2 separate regions of the Mus musculus genome follow, and region 1 is linked to region 2. The links are chromatin contacts, called in public Micro-C maps. All regions are on one chromosome and are shown on one strand. The core of a region is the stretch at or near the end of the contact, and the rest is flanking DNA. Distances in the headings are between cores, read along the strand shown. Region 1 overlaps Arl15 (ADP-ribosylation factor-like 15). Region 2 overlaps Arl15 (ADP-ribosylation factor-like 15).

What was found. A called contact is a pair of places that touch in the nucleus more often than the background predicts.
Region 1: a contact with region 2 is called in a Micro-C map of stem cell-derived motor neurons, with 2.0 times the contacts expected there. The contact joins two enhancer-like sites. A contact is called at or near these places in 1 of 39 promoter capture datasets (hippocampal neurons), 14 of 484 Hi-C or Micro-C datasets (the G1E-ER4 cell line, the HPC-7 cell line, cerebellar granule neurons and 10 more), 3 of 115 datasets of contacts at active chromatin or transcription factors (all in embryonic stem cells) and 1 of 9 other capture datasets (embryonic stem cells).

Annotation. Positions count from the first base shown.
Region 1 is chr13:113,979,111-113,983,799 of GRCm38.p6, forward strand. The region is part of intron 4 of Arl15 (ADP-ribosylation factor-like 15); the gene reads left to right. Among named protein-coding and RNA genes, the nearest start is that of A430090L17Rik, 170 kb to the right of the region's middle. Within about 2 kb of position 2,586, at least 22 of the 459 cell types and tissues checked have an H3K27ac peak or open chromatin away from gene starts, as enhancers often do. A contact at or near this core is called in stem cell-derived motor neurons, where this site is marked.
Region 2 is chr13:113,877,667-113,882,640 of GRCm38.p6, forward strand. All of the region lies in intron 1 of Arl15 (ADP-ribosylation factor-like 15), which reads left to right. Among named protein-coding and RNA genes, the nearest start is that of Arl15, 86 kb to the left of the region's middle. Within about 2 kb of position 2,890, at least 43 of the 459 cell types and tissues checked have an H3K27ac peak or open chromatin away from gene starts, as enhancers often do. A contact at or near this core is called in stem cell-derived motor neurons, where this site is marked.

The DNA of each region.
Region 1 (4,689 bases), core at 1,336-3,835, 100 kb after region 2:
TAACCACACACATGTGCACACACTCCCCGTAAAAATGCTAAGGAGGACAGGAAAGTTGAGAGTGGCTCTGTCTTCTGTTCATGTGTCCCGCTCGGATTTCATGCAGGGCTCTGTCTTCAGCAAGGCAGTTTGATTTCCAAATATTGAGTGTTAAAAGGTTAGAAACACCAGCCTAATGGAATTATGCTTAGCAACAAAATGAAATGTAGATTATATATCGATGAGTATAATTATCTTAAAGGCATCGATAAGAGTTGGTTAGTTCACTTAGTTTTGATCCCTAGTTACCAGGGTTTGGGTTTTAAAGCAGCTTATTGAGTCACGTGAATGAGCTTAGACACATTGTGCTCTCTAGGTCTGCAGAACAGACTTGGGAATCGTAGGTAGTCGGATCTCAGTTCGGACTCTGCAAACACGTAGCTAAGTGCAGCAGATAACAGAAGGAGCATCCTCACCCCTCCAACACGCAGACTAGCAAATGAGAACTTTTACTCTCGGTGCGTTTCAGATCCGTTCTGTAGAGAAACGGATCTCTGTTCTCTCCTGTTTTTTTCCCGTCCTCACTCACTTAAGAGCAAGTGCCATCCTGAAGTTGTTGTCACCTATCTTATCTAGGGCACGCTGTCCTGCTTCCCTTCCTAGTCATGTTTCCAGGTGAGGTGCAAGAGATTTTATGGACGGCTTCAGTTCAGAAGTGTATTATGTAATGTATTGGAATATACTTTCCAATTCCGTGTCTGAGCGTGTATATGTATATATGGACTATGTAGGTCCTACTTCACTCATTTTCAGTATTTCCATGTATTCCAGAACACGACCTCCTCTGTGAATGTTTATGTATTCATTCCCTTACTGGGGAAGTTTAAGTTGTTTCTGGGTTTTTCAGTTCATAAACGAAGCTGGGACTGAATAGCTTTGAGTATGTTTACATAGGTACACATGCCGGCATTTCCGAAGTAAGACTGGACTGTACAATTGAAGCTCCTGGGGACCTAGGGTCCAAGCATGGAGCCTAGTGGATACTCACCTTTCGGTGTGGAGATGGTTAATGGCTCTCTGCGGTTCCCCTTCTTCCTGAGCAGGTGCGTGATGGAGAGCACACTTTGAAACTTTGCTCATCTAGAAAGTGGGATGGATAGCCCTAGACCCTGCCTCATAGTGAGGACAAGGCTTAATGAAGGATTTCGAGCGTCGCCTGCCCCTTGCTGTCTTCCTCACTCCTGACAGGCTACTTTTGAGGCCCTAGGATGTTCAGTTGAGGGAGTGAGGACTGGGGTCTGCCGCGGGGGGTGGGGGGTGCTCCTCAGGCTCACGAGAGTCAAACAGGAGGATGTCCAAGTTAGGCACACTCCATACATAGCCTCTGGAGTATTCCTAAAGACTGCATTCCAAACACAGGCAGGAAAGTAGTTCAGCAAAGAGCAGAAGAGCACAGAAAACTTTATACAACTTGTAATTTTTGTCAAGTGTACACTATGCGTATTTGTGTTACTTTCACTCTGACATACATTGATAGCGTTCTTGTCAAAACGTTTCTCTCTCTTTCGCCATTAGGTACTAAAATATACTCTTCTCTGAGGAAGAAACTTAGAGAAACAAAATCTTGTGACTTTTCGTTTGAGAAAACGAATTGTAAATTCTGCTGCAGACAGGTCGTTCTGCTCAATTTCACCGGGCCGTGTGTGCAGCACGGTTAAATTATCTTCCCTCAAAAACTGTAAATGCATGTGTGAAATGTGCTCCTCTGAGAGGGCATGGAATGATGGTGATGGGAGAGGTGTGGGCCACCTGCAGAGGTTGGTGGCCTCCCAGCAGCCCAGAAATTGGCCTTTCAGGGCCTGTGATTGACAGCCTGCTTGTTTCAGCCTTTGAAGGCCCAAGAGGTGGCTGGGATTATTTTAGAGTGTATGTGGCACCGGGTCTTTCGGATTTAAATAGAATCTCCCCCAGCATTAAAGGTGGATTACTCCCTATTACTTTTATTGCTTTTCAAGTGTTTTCTTGGAACCCTGTAATCGTCCTCCTAAAAACTGGATTTCCTGGAGTGTACTTTCTTTTAGGGAAATTTCAAGAATGGGTCATAGAATTTTTTTAAAGTCTGAAGTTTTAACAGCCGACGGGACCTGATTAAAGCAAATTACTTTGTTAAAAACCCGAAACACACAGTGTGTGAGAGAGAGAGAGAGAGAGAGAGAGAGAGGGGGAGAGAGAGCTCATCCTATCTCTATATCCCTGCTAATAAATCAGACCTGTGTGTGTTTAACAAAAACGAGGCCGTGCTTTTTATCTCCTTCATTCTCGGTTTCTTTTGATCATTGATCTGGCTGACCCCACGCTCGGGTTTTTTTTTTTTTTTTTTTTTTTTTTTTTTCTTCTTCTTCTTTATTTGACATGGACAGAGTTTTGAAGTATAGCTCTCCTTTGGGAACCCCGGGCAGTTCCACTTGACTACCCTGTGACCTAATGAGCAGTAATGCGGCGCTACAGTGGCCATTTTGTGTGCTTTGACGAGGGGTGGCTAGACAGAGTGCGGCAGAAAGGCATGTCTGGGGAGAAAGGGGAGGCAGGCTGATGGAACAGTGTGAAAAAGACTTGTTAGCCCACATTAGTGTGCCTGATTTACTTCACAACAGGTCAAGAAAGGCCAGCAGCAGGGTTGTCCTGAAATTGCAAAGTTGAAATCCCCGGTATTAGAAAGCTTTCAGATCTCTGAAGTTCCAAATTAATTCCATTAATTCCCAAGTTGGTTTTCAGTCACCTCTGAATCACAGCAAAGAGGACTGTCACTTGCTCCTATCTCGCATCTGTTTATAAAATAATTACGGGACCTTCCAGTCGTTTACTGCTGCAAGTTTTAAAGCATCCTGCCATGCCTGGCCTGTCTTGAAGCGAGCTTGGATGTGAAAGAAACCAAACCACACATGGTTGCTGCACTCTCTGCTCAACATTAATGAGGAGCCCGCCATTCCTATTTGGAAATGGTCTAAAAATATATCTAGGGGCTTCTAGCTCCACGACCAGAGGCAGCTCCTAACTGCTCCCATCTGCACAGAAGGGTGTGTGTGTGGCTTGTTTGACTTCCTTTTAGAATATAATTAATAAAAATCTAATTGGGAAGTAAAATTCCCCTCCCTCCAGTTCCACCCGAAGTGTTTTCTATCTTGTAGTTGTTTACTCCTTTTAGGTTAAAGACAATAGATTAGTTAAGAGATACTCATCTCATTTCTACAATTATGGCCCTGACAGTGACCTTACATCTAAGCCTAGTCTCTCTTCATATCCAGAGGGGCCTTGGAATTTCTTTATACTATGAAAGAGAAATCCTTACAGTTGCTGATAATGCTATTATTAACTCAGTGTGAATTATATGTGAATTACTAGACAATAAAATCCCTCTCCCACTGGGATTAAAGAGTATCTGGCAGTATAGGCTTTTGTTTGAATTCAATATGTAATATATATATATATATATATATATATATATATATATATACATATATATATACACACACACACATTTATGTGTAAGAGATGTAAGACATTGTGTGTGTGAAATATAGATGCTAAGAGAAATAGTATGTCACTGACCGGTATGGTCATTATATCAAGCTCTGTGGTTAATGCTTGTGTGAGGGCTGTAATGTATAGAAGAGAAAATATTTCCTTTGTGCCATGAGGGTGCCCTTCCAGCCTTGATTTGGAGGTTTTGGCTATCTTAGAGAGAATGCTGTTGAGTGGATAAACATATGCCAGGTAGGTCCCAATCCACAGAAAACTTATCTATTGAAGCTTTCCCTGTTTGTCCCTATGCCTCCTTATCTATAAGTTTTGAAAAAAAGAGGCCTCCTCAAAGATAAAAAAAAAATATGCCTTGGTTCAGGTTTTTAAGCTTGCTTTTTGGTGTTTTTAAATTTGTATTATTTATTTAATAACAGCATGCATTTATTCTATTAACTAATACCCTTTGCACATTTATTGTGTACTTATCATGTGTGTGTACTTATCACACACACATATCATCATTATCATCATCATCTTATATACTGCAAAGCAGGTATAAAGAAAGATAAGAGCATCCCTTGTTCAAATCAACTACATGGAACAGATAGTTATAATAGCTTATGAGTAGACCCATTAGAAATAATGAAACGAATACTGTAGGGACACAAGGGACTAAAGTTAATATGAATTAGTGTGAATATAGCAGAAAACATGTTTCACACCCATCAGATAATTTTTTTAACTGTGCTGAGAATTTCCCTTTTATTTCTGAATCCATTTTTGAATGAAGACCCTAAGAGCCATAGAGATGGAGTAATGAATTAGGCAAGATCAACCTAGTGACTTAAATCCAAGCCTTTGGATTTCAAATCATAGGCTTTAAAAAACAAAACAAAACAAAAAAACCTTCAGTACAACATGTCTTTGAATTTTGAAAACCAAATTTTTTTTGAATTTGATTTCTGAAATATAATTTAATAATCTCTTTTGACTTTGAAGTCAGGAATCAAGTGTTTTCTCTTTGGTTGTGTCTTGCTACTTGGAGAGGTCCCAGCTGCCAATTTACAGATGGGCCCTTTCTACAAATGAGCTCAGTGGAAATGAGTGTGATGTATTGAAGAAACTAAGCCAAATGAGTTTTATATACTGTGAAACAAAGTAGCTATTGTGTAGCAGCAGTGCTGGGGG
Region 2 (4,974 bases), core at 1,640-4,139:
CATTACAGTCTAATTTTGAAAATGCCTGATTAGCTACATTAAGCAATGTTTGGGTGATTTTTTCCCCCCTTTTAAACTTACAGAATTACAACCACAGCCTGAAAGGAAGCCATTATTGGTAGACAACATGATTATCAGTTGCAATTTAGCCCGTGTAATAGGGGTGCAGTGCATAGATGTTTAATTATATTTGTAAAGGCAGTCAGTATAAATATATAAAATGGTTAACAAGAATGGTTATGATTTCCCAGTTATTTTAGATCAGTATTTTTATCTGACCTCTCCCTCGAGCACCACCGAATCATTACGGAGAATCACGCCAATGGAATAGTTCTTAGTTCTGCTGAGAAGTCTTGGCGTATAATTAACTCACTGACTAAGCTAGCTCACATCTGTACAGTGGATTTCTTTGGAAGTTAGGACAAGGGCCGTCCTTGGAAAAGGTGGATTATGTTCTTGTGTTGGGTCTCTGCAGGTCTCTCAGGCATTGTATAGTTCAGAAAAACAGGCTGTTCTTTCGGGTTTTTTTTTTTTTTTTTTGGGTTGTTGTTGTGTTTTGTGTGTGTGTGTGTGTGTGTGTGTGTGTGTGTGTGTGAGATCTAGATTATGTTAACCAGCCAGCTCTGTGGTTTAGGATGAATGTAAAATAAAAACATTGTCACTCGCACTGGAAACTTGTGCCGTTGGTTGGCAGTTGAGGCACTCCAAGACGTTTTCTTATTTAACATACTTGACTATGGGGAAACTCCATGTTGGATGGGGTGTTAAAATTGGTAGATCCTCCCTCCCCCCGTTAAGAAACAAAAGCATTATGTTATTAATACTACATTTGAAATGTTTTTGTTAGGAAATACTTTGGGAAGTGTCTTCCTTGGAAATTGAATGTTAAGAACATCAGAACATCACCCCCCCCCCCACACACACACACCTGTCAGTCTTTGGTTTTCTCATCGATTGACTGGATACATCACCAGCGCTGTAAAATCATAGCCCTGGGCTGGCCTTCTAAAAATTCACATTTTAGAAGCGGCAGTGCGTTCTTGCTGTGATCCCGCGTTGCCTCTGCATATTCCAGCAGATACACTTGAAGGACACGAAGCGTCTGCACTTTGCGGGGCAGAAGGGATTTGCCTCAGTTCCCATTTGAAGCTTCCTCTATGTGGGTAAATCTCTAGTAACCGTGCAAGCTGGAAATTTGCTGCATAAGCCACAGTCTTCTGATAGACAAAGCATGTAATTTCTCACTGGTTTTGCTGAGTAACCCACCGCCCGTGGCCTGGATAACACACTAGGACAATTCATCTAGTTGAATGTGTGTGTTTGTGCACATCCATACATACATAATGCAGACACTCCGATTATAACCACTATAAAATAGAATAAAATAAAATAAAATACGCCGGTGGGAATTTGTATGACTTAGGCCGAGTGAATGAAATAGAGACATGACATATTTATTGCCTCTTAGCAGACAGAGATAAGTATAATAATAACAACATATGCTAAGGTGTTTTGTGTCATGGACACCCCACCCTACCCCCATTAGGTTCTGATGGGAGATGATGTCAGCCAGCCAGGAAGCACAGGCATCAAGCTCACTGGTAGCACTGCCCAGTGGAGTGAAACACTTGCATCAAGCAAGAACTCCCTTCCAGCAGCAAGGTGGTGAGAGTCAGAGAGTGCCTCTGTGCCCTTTAATGATGTATTTTAAAATTGTGCCTTAAAATGGTAGAAGACATGTGTTTATGAAAGTGCTGCTCAATTCCAATTTTAATTTATTGGTACCTTATTGAATGTGGGGAAACGTCAAGATTCTTCGTGTTTTGACCCACACGCAGAGATTTCATGAGCAGTGTCCTTCTCCAGCCTGCTGTAGGATAAGGGTACAGGGGGTGGGGGTAGCAGGGGGTGTGGCGTGGGGGGCTTCATTTCTGTTTTATGCACAGCCAGACTTGCTCTTATGTTTGTAATATTTAAAGGAGTTCAATAGGAGGCCCACGATTCTTTGATCTGATGCCACATTCAGTTTAATGAGAAAGATTTTTCATATTGCGGGTATTGAACGTCTCCGCCACTTCAGACCGATACGTTATAATATTCGATTTACACCTTGTACCCATCTTTTATTTCGCATCCCCGAGTCCGCCCTCTTCCCCTCTGCTGAAACAGGTAATGACAAAGATCCTCCTCAGATCAATTTTTGTAAAGGGGCACCCCGACGGGTACCAAGACTGAAGCGTGACATGAGCCTTTTCCCAATACAATGGGTGGCCTAACATTCCTCTGGAAGCCAGGCTCATTAAATATTCGGTTCCTCCACCACCCTCCCCTTCCTCCCCTTCCCCCCCTCACACACTTCGCTCACTAAGTCTGGGGGTTTCTTCACTGAAGACTTAGGAAAATTGCTTTGCGTTCTCAGATTGAATTTTTTATGTGTATGACTTCATGATAGCATTAGCATGTGCTTTGATCCATGTGTGAATGGCACTGGGTCGGCGCTTATTGCCACATCCAGATGGTGTTACAGGGAACAAACAGTTGTGTTTTAAGATTTCTCAATAGACTGTCTAGACTGTCCGTGCAGCAGGCAGATACAGCCACCCATCAAATTAGCGTTTGTCAGATTTATGGTAATGGTTCACCAAAGCCTTCCTGTCATTGACATTAAGATTTACGCCTCCAAAGTTATTTTGTCTTCCACAGAATATAGCTTGCGATTGCTCGGATTTAAAAAAAAAAAAAAAAAAAGTTGAAGACAGAAAAGTCTCTGTGAATGTGAGCTGTTTCTGAATGAAAAGAAAAATATAAAAGGAATTAAACAGTGGCTGCGGCTCAGGGTCTGTATTGATTAGGGAAAGGCTCCCTTCCCGCCTCGCCCATCCTGTTCCCATCCCCCCACAAGTGATAAGACGGGAACTCCGAGGTGGCTGGTGTCTCCCATTTGCCCCTGGTGGAAAGAAAAACATGTATGTGGGGGACTGTGGCCAGATTTTGCCCTTTCATGTTGTTACTTCTAGTAATGTGATCTGCTGTCCCATCGCGGTGGGAGTAACCTTTTGACAGGCAGTATGTCCACTCTCAGTGGAAATGGTTTCCCATGTCTGGCCAGGCTGCCTTTGATCCTACCTCCTTCCAGCGTGGGGTCACAGCTACCACGGCTCTTCCGAGAGTCACAGGTTTCCTCGAGGAAAGCGAGAGACACAGGGGCTTAAGATAAATAAATAAATAAATGTGACCCAAATCCCTCTCCGGTGTTCAATCATCAATGCTACAGAGCTGGGGAGGGTCGCACATGCCATGCCACAGGGCATCTCTGGGTGGGACCTTTCAGGCGGAACCGACCGAGCACGCATTTTTTAATGCTTGGGTCACAGGGACGAGCCTTTGCGCCTCTTTCATCCAAAGCAGTTTGAGGAGTGAGGGCCATCTCCATCCTGAACATGCCGAGACATGTCTGGAACTGCGTTTTCCTATTATTGTCCCTTGGTGTGGATGAGTGGCTGGGAGGCTGTGGGCGGGCGGGAGGGTTAGAATTCTGAGACCGTGGCATGGCAGAGAGTATGGAGGGAACTGACTTGGTGGGGGCGGAAGGCTCCAAGCACCAAAGCAAGTTCTTTCATTTCTCTGAGACCTGGCATTTGGGAAAACCCACGCAGACCGTCTTGATATGTCAGAGTGGAGATAGAGAAGGGTGTCTTGTCTTATTCTTCCCCAGGCAGTAGTAATGGAGGTGGTATCTATTACTGAGTGCAAGGAGGGATTAGAGGGCTCCCTGATAGCTCTCTCTGGTCCCCTTGTGGCTTTTCCTTGCTGCTTCCAGGTTCTTCCTTCCCTTTTGGCCCTTGCCATTCAGCCATCCTTTGGTAGACTGCCAAGAACTCTGCTTTTAAAGGCCTCTCCTATGTGGGTTTGAACTGAATTGTGAACGGTTTGTCAGCTGCATCAAAGATGCTGTAATTTGGGGTTCAAGGTAAATCTCTCTGCATTATGTTCCATCCCCTCCCCCCCAGAATAGTGAAATAATGGCTTTTCAGCTTTGCTTCCATTCAAGACTTCCCGTTCTATGTCCTAAGTTACATTTTTCCTGCATTGATTCCTCAGGATATTAGGGTTTCTCTTTATTTGCTTTTTAGCATGAGTTATGACCAATTTATTGGAAAGAGTCTGATTACCTAAGTTGTAAACTTAGATGATTTCCCAGAAAAATAGTGGGAACATTTTGTTGAATGATTTTTTTTTTCTCCTTCCAAAGCTGCCCCTTGCCTCTTGCCGTTTCTTTCTTCTCCTTGTTCTACTTAACTCGAAAGGTTACTTACTCACTTTGTATTCTGCGACGCACATTTCTTCTGGACACTCTGTGATCTTTCCTAAGTTTTGATGAACTAGTACATTGTTAAGGGGACCATCATTTGGGTGAGGTCTTCCAAGCTCTGCTAAAGATGCGTTGCCATCCTGTCTTTCCACAGACTCTTCAGGGTTTTGACAGTAGAGAGGGTGCTGTAGGGTGTCCAGTCCTTGGCCAGCTACAGCACTTACCATTTTGGACTTGAAAACTATTTTAAATTCGCTGTAAGAAGAAACAGTATAAATTTTACAAGACACATTTATAGTGTTTTTAAAAAGTTAACTACCCTTCTTACACTTTTGTTTTGCGGGAAATTGGAAGGGTTGAATGGAATGCTAGTCTTTTAGCAATGTGTGAAGTTCTTTAAGTAAAATCCCCCCCCCACCCCCCACCTTTAGTTAAAGGCTCTCCTCTCTCCTCCACAATGGTCATTGGAGTTTCCTGTTTTTCGAAGGGAGTTATGACAGTCCATTTTATGCCTTGTTTATTTGATCAGATGACATATTTAAAGGAACCACAGGATGTTAGAGCTTTAGGGGACCTTAGAGGGGGTCTTATTTAACAACCTCATTTTTCTAGTTGTAGAAACGGCGGTTTGGATAGGTTAAGTACTTGACGTTGTCGGGAAA